Linked DNA regions of Hordeum vulgare: region 2 is linked to region 1. A link is a contact called in public HiChIP or PLAC-seq data. All regions are on one chromosome and are shown on one strand. The core of a region is the stretch at or near the end of the contact, and the rest is flanking DNA. Distances in the headings are between cores, read along the strand shown.

Region 1 (4,253 bases), core at 1,535-4,034:
GCATGAAGATTCTGCAACGCCGGATGGCACTGGCATCCGATATGTCTTGATGTCATCTTGGTCTGCTATGAGCTGCAGCGTCCCAAAGATGAATGAGCTGAATTGACCAATCGGACTCCAGGCCGCCCAAAATGTCTGAACCACACCATCTCTAACTGTTCTTCTGTTGATACACTGCAGCAATCGGCAGTAGAGCCATTATTAATCCATAGATCTTTCTACGTTTCTCCAGTCTTCATTTCCGCACTCACATGTATAATATTTTTACTCTTTTGTTTACCAGTTTCCTTTTTCTTCTTTCAGTTTGTTCCTTATTGTTGCCAGACACGTACGGACACGGCGGGTGTGTATGGCATGGGGGTCGAATAGGTGCCGTTGTCTAGACTAGAGTTGGTGCCGTAACTGCACTTGACTGAGACGAGTCGTGTTGGTTTTCTATCAGTATTTCAGTTTTGTTTGTGCTTCTTGTCTTGAGTCTAAGGTCAGTGCGATCCTTCCTGCTGATCTGTACCAATGCCTTCCTGTGAAATGAGAGAGGAAAACCTAGAAGGCTAAGAAAACTGAAGAGAGACAAATCAGACACAAAGATGCCCAATGCCGAAAAAGCAGACACCGGCTGTTCGGTACCGTAGGGGGGATGCTGTTCAGGGGATGCAAGAAATCGGTTTGTTAGCTAATTGAGAATCAGCCAGATCCGATGTTAAATATACACTCTTGTTCTTAATCCCCCCTCATGTGCGCCACTAGTGTTGAAGTAGCTAGAGCGCGGGGCGCGGGCGCACTGGCAGCCGCGGGCGGGCGGGCGCATGCGCGTGCTGGTGCTGGCTGGCTGGCCGGCCGGTCGACCGCTGCCGCGGCCGCGAGCGGGAGGGGCGTGCGCGCGGCATGCAGCTAGTCGCCTCCGTACATGCACTGTTGACGTTGCTACTTTGCGTTGGGGGTCCATGCAGCTTGCCGTCATTACCGTCGATGCTACTCGCGCTGAAGGTCCGGTCACTGCCGTGTTGCTATATGTGTTTGCATATAAAGTGTTTGTTGAAATGACTTCAAAATTAGGAATGAAATTTGAGATACGTGAATGTACGAAAGCAAATATGGGTACGACCGGTTTAGTGATCGGGCGTGCCCGCGAACGGTTTGAGGGATCATATCATATTAACCGAGTAAAGCAAACCTGCACGCAAGCCATGTCGAGACTTTGACCACGGTCGCCTCAAGTCAAGTTGACTGGACTTTATCGACGCAAAAGAAAAAAAAAACTTTTGGGATCGGAGGCAGCGGTGTCTCTGCGGCCGCCGCGCTGCCGTTGGTTGTGCAGGTGGAAAATGCAGGGGATTTGGCACGCGTAGGTGTTGCCGCGTGCTGTCTCGTCCGGCGGTAGCAGCGAGTAATTTGGTTTTCATAGACCCAGCGGACAGTACAGGCGTAGGGATACGTACGTAGTGAACGAAATATTCAGTTTTACGACGGTGTATGGCGTGGACTGTGGAGGCCTTGGTCTTCGGCAGGAGTTAAACCAAGTGTCATGTCACCGTTCAATTAAATGCATGTATCTTTTCTGCAGATGATTATAAATACATGTACCGGCAGCAGGCATCCCATGTCCTTGTTACATTGATCAGACTCGAAAGCTCCCCCCAGAAGAAACACACTGTCACTCAGTACACAAAAGTCGAGCTTAGTTTTAGGGACGCAATGCAGACTAGCAAAACGGAAATGGGCACGGATCGAGCCCACCATACACACAAAGTCGTCGCTTGCTTCTTACTCCCCGCCCACCAGACAAAAATGGGCTGGGCCTTGACGCACGGATAACTGTTGGATCCATCCTGGATGGGACCGCCTAAACAAACAATGTCGTTTCTCAAAAAAAACAAAAACACAAACAATGGTGTAAATTGTCTAAGAAAACAATGGCGTAAAAGAAAGAAGAGTACTCCACACAGAGCCTTTTTTTACTTGGGCAGCAAGGACTCGACAGGATTCAGGGTGGCATGCCAGTCACCTCTGTCCTCACCCCACCCCCTCTCCCACTGTGCATGTGTACGCGTGGTTCCACGTTTGGGGGGACACGTCGGGCCTCGGAAGAGGAACCAGGTGGGGCCTTTTACCTTGTTTGCCTTGGAGAGGAAGACATCAGTGGACGCCGCTTTGTTGATGCGACGGCGATGCAATGCAAAGAAACAAGGGCGGGATGCGTGGGTCCCACCGGGTGCACATAGATAGGCTGGTCCTTGGGGCGGCCTACTGGCCGTGCATGCCTGATGGCATGCCTGATACTAGCATGCCTGATAGTGTCCATGTTTGGGAAATCTATTGGGAAGTTTGCCCGATCCAAAAAGGCGATCTTGTACAGTTTGACCAAGAGAAGATGAAAAATGGAGGAGAGAAAAGATTCACGCATCTGTGCGCATAAATGAACGAAATCTTGACAAGATCCATCCTGAGTTCAGTAAAGCTGTAAATCCCAAGTATACAGTTCCTCCGATCTGCTAGAAAAGACAACACGTCCTGATCCCGTGAAAACAATATAATCCAGTAAAACCCGGAAAGTTCTCCTTTTGTCAGCATTTTACCTCAGCGAGGCCATGTGGACCGATGTAGTACAACTGAACATGATTTCACAAGGAATCGATTTAGGGTTATTTTGCAGCACATCCATCGCAGTAGTACTACACATCAATGGATCATCCAGATATACTACTCTCATTTAGGGTTAGTGCAAAGTGCTGATCGCGAAAAGCATCCAGGAAAAGTTTCCTCTCGCGGGAAAAGAATCTGAGAGCAAGCTGCCAACCATGGCGAGCCGAGTCCACGCCGAGCCTGCGCCCGACCCTAGGGAGGCGCGGAGGCAGAGCAGGGTGGGGTTCGCTTGCTTGTTGCCGTGGGCAAAACATTTTGGTCACAGCCTCCGCCTATTTAAAGGGCGCGCGCACGGCAGGCTCGGACACCCGCCCGGAAGTTTCCCTCCCCACCCCCCTCGGATGCTCGTCCGCTCCCTTCTCCCTCACCACTCCGCCACTCCCGAACCTCCGCAGCGCGGCCGGGCGCCCGCCATGGACGAGTAAGTGACCCGCGCCTGGGCTCCGTCTCTACTATCTGACCAGGTCTCCCTCTCTTTTTCTTGCTCGGGATTTCTTTTTTCATGCTCTGGATTTATTTTTTTGGCTTTATTTCTGCACGCGGTTTGGGGTATCCGGTGTTGCGAGGGGGCTGGGGATTTGATGGGGTGGGGAGGGTTTCGATTTTGATCCGGAGGAGGGGCGTCGCGGTTGATCGGCGACCGGCCGGTGGATTCCGGTGCGTGGTTTTGGAGGAGGAGGCCAGAGGATGCTGATGTTACTCCGGAGCTTGAGCGCGCGGCAGAGGAGACGTCGGTCTGACCGGGCGAATGCGCGCGAGATCGTCGGAGAGCAGACCCGGTTGAACGCCGCCGACGCGATTCCGGCCGGTTTCCTCTCCCGCTCGTTGCTACAGTGACAGTGCTGGAGGTTTTGGGGCTGTCTGTGGTGGGCTGCTGGAGGGGAGGATCCTTCCTTTCGAAGGAAGAAGCAGAGGAGTTCTCTCTCTCTCTCAAAAAAAAAAAGGGAAAAAAGAGACAGAGACAGAGAAGGGTAACGCCGCCGCGCCGCCGTGGTGAATCCGGCGTGGTTGTACTTGTCGTTGCAGCGTCAGTGCAGGTGCTTCGCAGTGTGCTTGAGCTGGTGCTGGCGGAGGAGAAGCCAACCCCTCGAAGGAAGCAGAGAAGGGTTCCGTTCCGTTCCGTTCTGTTCTTGTGGTGCAGAGAGGGAATACAGACTGATCTGATCTCGTGGTGCTCTTCGCTGGCACTTGTCTGTCTCGTGGTGACCGTGCTCTGCTTCATCATATGCCAGAGATCGCTGATTTGCGCTGCTGAATGTGTGGATCGTCCAACTGCTGCTGCTGCTGCTAGTATCTGATGGTGCAGGACTGCAGGCGCGGCGTTCAGGTTCATTACTGATGTCTGAAGCATCGCACCTCGTTGCAAGAAATATTACCGGTGGGTGGATGAGAGAAGAAGTTTATGTATGCCATCTCGAACATGTTCGGTGCTGGGCTTTCCATCTGCCAGTGGAAATGCATATTCAGGACTCCTCTGTTCAGCCTCCAGGTTTACGTTTGCTTGCAGTGGCACCAAAATGACAGCTGCAGGTTTCAGTGTGGCGTGGTGATTTCCAGTGTTTCTCGCTGGAAACTGTGGGTTGCATTCTGCCAATATGAATATCTGATCA
Region 2 (4,170 bases), core at 1,612-4,111, 180 kb before region 1:
AAAAATAGTAGGCACGATAGAAAAAACATATTAAAAGAGAAGATGAGAAAAATTGATGGTGCAAAAGCGAGATCAAGAAAAGAATGGAGATAATGATCATAAAATCACAAGCTTAATCACTTGTACCCAGAAATCCATCTCCACGTGACTAATCATGTGACAAACAAGCAGTAGGCCAGTAGCCACAAATCCATGAGACATGCGTAATCATTAGGAGGCACAAAATCCACTTGTGCATGCAAAAATCTCAGCTCAAAATGAACCATAGTATACGCATCAGAAAGAATATAATAGGAAATCTAGAGCACATCACGCAGTCAATTTTGCTACACACCGCACGCCCCTTCGTGGGAACCATATTTGTTTTGGTTTGATGCTAAGATGGATAGGCTATTGACGGTTGGTTGTCTGCCGTTATTCTCTTTCCAGCGATTTTGTCCATGCATCGTCTCTCTAAGTCTTCATCTCTCTCTTTCCACGCAAAGTCCCTTCCTACCTTAGATCTGTGTCGCTTGGAGGCACTCGAGGTAACTGCGCAAGTGCGGTGGCCGGCGACCGGCAACCAGCGCAACCAAGGTAGCGAGGCAAGCTCCTGCCTCTCCAGGAGCTCGATTTCGATGAGACTCACAGACGAGGGAGCGGAGGAGATCTCGTTTCTCCTCGGGCGAGCTTGATGGCGTGGAGTCGCACCAATGATCTTTTTTTAAGATTTCAGGACTGCCTGGGAAGATGAGCGCGGCTAGTGGACAAGTGTACTGAACACGACAGCAACCCTCGCCCGTCAATTTGCTTACATGCATGCATGCGTCAACGTCAATATTTGAGTTATTGCGTGCAAGCTCCCGTCACGTCCGGCTATCTATTGACGACGGGCTCCTTCACCTGGCCAGCATGCATCATGTCAATCCATTGAGCGTCAACTCGTGCAACGATCGGTGATGGTACAGAACTTTTCTTTATTAAGAAATATTAGGGCAGGGATTCTACCTATCACAAAAATTACAAGGTTTTTTTTAATAAAAATATCGTGGTGGGTTTTCCGACGGAAGCAATAACCGCTTTATTATTAGGTAGGTATAGATATAGATAGTGACAGAGGAATAGACTACAGTATTTTTTCTTCAACTACAAGTATTTAGATACAAAGAGAATAATTGAGACACGTATTAGCAAAAAAGAAAAACACCGAAATCCAGTGGGGCCAGTTCACGTCATTGCATCTTGCGGCAGCTGCTTTGTTCGATGCCACTCTCATTTGCATGTAACATTGGAGGAGGCAAATTAAACAACGAATACGATGTTCTTGTTCGGGAACCCCTGGAAGGTAGCTGCTGCTTCGGCACGAAGGCGAGAAACGGGGCACCCAAATGCCAAATAGACCAAACAAAGACATGCCAGTATTTTCTTGCAGTCCAAGATTATTTTTTACCGTAACCGTTTGGCATGGGCGCTGTCCGTCCAGCTGTGGACGTCCCTCGTCAAGTCCGGCGCTTTTCGTCCGGCTCGAGAGCGAAGCAACCGTCGCCGGAAGCGTGGACGGCCGGCCGGCCGGCGGGATCGGCCCGTTTCTTCTTGGGCGGGCGTGGCTTCCGCACGAGAGGAGCATCTTTCTCGTAGCCGGCCGCGAGAGACCTTTGAAAACTGAAAACAAAATATGCTGCTGTCGAGCAAGGCAGGGGCACGCCGTTCGAGCACACAGCGGCCACTTCTCGCTTTGCCACTCAATATCTGTTGCCTCTTTTTTCATTTTCGTGTATCTCCCCTTCGTTTATCATCACTAGTAGAAGATAATCCATGCGTACTGTGCGTGGGAGACTTTTCAAACCTGCATGTACGGGGAAAACAACAGTTGAGCATCCAACAAAAAGATCGAGGTGCACTGTGCGCGCCGTCCAAATCAGCACCGGGTCAGCAGTAAACGAGCGTGCGGCTACGCGTAACCATCCTCCGGATGATGCCATGCCATGCTTGTTGTCTCAACGTAATAACTGATGGGGAAATACACGGCTTCCCGGGAATCCCGTCCAAGAATCGCCTGGATCGCATGCCACACGTCACGTCCGCAGGGAAGAGAGAGAGAAGATGCCCTGCCCTGCCCTGCCCTGCACGGTCGCACTTGCGTCTCGGGAACACGATGCGGTGCGTGCATGCGAGCCGTGCGTCCGATGAATTGTCCGTCCCGGTTCGGGTCGGTGGGCGCGGACGCACGCCAGGAAGATGGATGACCTGCACTTTAATCTGTTTGTTTGTGCATCATAAAGTTCTTTCTGAAGCCGGTAGCAGCAAACCAAAACAGAAACATGGCCGGATGCCTCCCGGTGATCCCTGGTTCTACGTTATCCTTCCTTGGTGAGGGAACTACGATGAGCTGGATGGATGCCAATCATATCCGGATCCTTTTTAGCAACCACGTCGTCCACGCATAAAAAGAAAATGGCTTTCCCCCACCAAGAAAGCCGGCCGGCTTTATGAACTAGCCTTCGTAGCAGTAGTACAACAAACTGCTTGACCGGAAGCAAAACAAGGAACGGGAACCGCGAATACATCCATACGCGCCAGACGCCACGCGTTTAGACATTATTATCACGGTAGATAGATTTCGTGAATCTGTGGTTGGATTTGGATGGTTACAGAATTTTTTTTGGTATTTTCAGTAAGCCTTGTGTTAAGAAACAATAAATATATTTCAAGAAAAGAAATCCTTGGCAAAACTAATATACCACTAGTAGTATAGTAGTGATAGTCTCCTTTTTGTGAGGTATGGAGAAACAGTGATGCTTGGAAGCATATTCGTTGGATGCCCATCCCATCCCATCCCAAGTCTCAAGAGGAAGAGGAAGAGGAACATTGTGCGTGGCGCACGAGGCCTGCTGCCGGCTGCGCGGACAAAATCGCCACCCAAACGGCTATAATTAGGAGGCTCGGCACCCCCCAGACTCCTCCACCCCCCACCACCACGTTTAACTTCACTCCGTCGCGCACCGCGAGTAAATTATCCCCAACACCAGCACACCACGGCCCGACCGAGACCCCCGTAACGGGAAGGGACCCCGAGGCCCAGAGCCACGCACCACCCAACCACCGGGGCGGAGCCGGAGCCGGAGCCACCCCCGCGCGCAGCGGCGCCACCTCCCCGCCGGCGATCGCCCGGGAGATTCCGGCCGCCGAAGCGCGCGCGCCGCGCCTCTCTCCGTCGGCTCGCGCGCCATTGGAGGAGGCCCCGCCCCCGCCCCGCGCGCGGCCGCCTTGGAGGGGAATTGCTTCTTACCCCCCGCCCCCTCGCCTGCTCTGGCGGCGGGCTCCTCCTCGCCGCCGAGATGCCCGAGGCCAGCCGCTACACCCACAAGAAGGACGACGGCATCTGCAGCAGCGTCTGCGGCGAGGTAAGCCATTCCCCCTCCCCTCCCCTCCCCTGCCCAGATCTGCCATGTTCGCCGCCGGGGGTTGATTCCCTGGCCCCAGAGATGCGTGCTTCCCTTATCGGGATGCCTGGAGCATTAGGTCCGCGCAGCATGCTCGCCGTCTCGCGCCTCGATTCGGTCCTCGTGCCGTCGTCGATGCGTGCTGCTGCTGCTGCTGCTATATTTGTTTTTTTTCCAAGCTCCGGTTTTCTGCTGGGATGATGCCGGTCGGAATTTGGTTGGGATTGGGAGGAACAGAGGAGGGAGGCCGTGTGCTCTTCCATGCTTTTGCTTCGGATGATGGGGGGATATTGTTACTTTGTTAGGTGGAGCTACGGAGTTCCGATTCTTCACGCCTTTTCGGAGGTAGAATCTGTCGACGTGTCGGAACTGCGTGTTTTTGGGCTGCGTGGTTTTTGGAGTAGTGATATTTCTCGCGATGAGCACGGGGCTTCTCTGCTTCTTGCTTCGTTCGCGAGCACATGTGCTGTGAAACCTTCGTTGCTCTGCAAAATTGCAGGTTTGCGGTGGACCGTTGGACCCCTGTTTGGTTAGGAAAAGGGGCAGCTTTTGGTTAGTTACCAGTACCGGTATGTCTGTGGCTAGCGTTCTTGCTGACAAAGCTGGCTTCGTACGATTATGGCTTGCACATTTTGATTTCCCAGCGCTCTAGGTTCAGCTGTTGCTGTCTTGCATAATCCTGCCAACCTCGCCCTTCATTATTTGTGACTGAATGTTGTCATTATCCTCTTGGATTTGTGCTTGTAGC

The links. HiChIP or PLAC-seq counts read pairs in DNA pulled down with a chosen protein or histone mark.
Region 2: an H3K4me3 HiChIP or PLAC-seq map of embryo shows a contact between it and region 1, with 5 times the contacts expected there. The contact joins the promoter of LOC123427006 here to the promoter of LOC123427005 in region 1. A contact is called at or near these places in 3 of 6 Hi-C or Micro-C datasets (leaf and seedling) and 1 of 1 datasets of contacts at active chromatin or transcription factors (embryo).

Annotation. Positions count from the first base shown.
Region 1 is chr2H:527,013,525-527,017,777 of MorexV3_pseudomolecules_assembly, reverse strand. It overlaps LOC123427005, which reads left to right and starts at 2,784. Exons shown (of 6, transcript XM_045110934.1): 1 at 2,784-3,064. The coding sequence starts at 2,799.
Region 2 is chr2H:527,191,813-527,195,982 of MorexV3_pseudomolecules_assembly, reverse strand. It overlaps LOC123427006 (beta-1,4-mannosyl-glycoprotein 4-beta-N-acetylglucosaminyltransferase-like), which reads left to right and starts at 2,861. Exons shown (of 2, transcript XM_045110935.1): 1 at 2,861-3,383. The coding sequence starts at 3,318. LOC123428599 reads right to left here and starts at 1,831. Exons shown (of 4, transcript XM_045112821.1): 1 at 1,826-1,831; 2 at 1,430-1,728. The coding sequence starts at 1,831.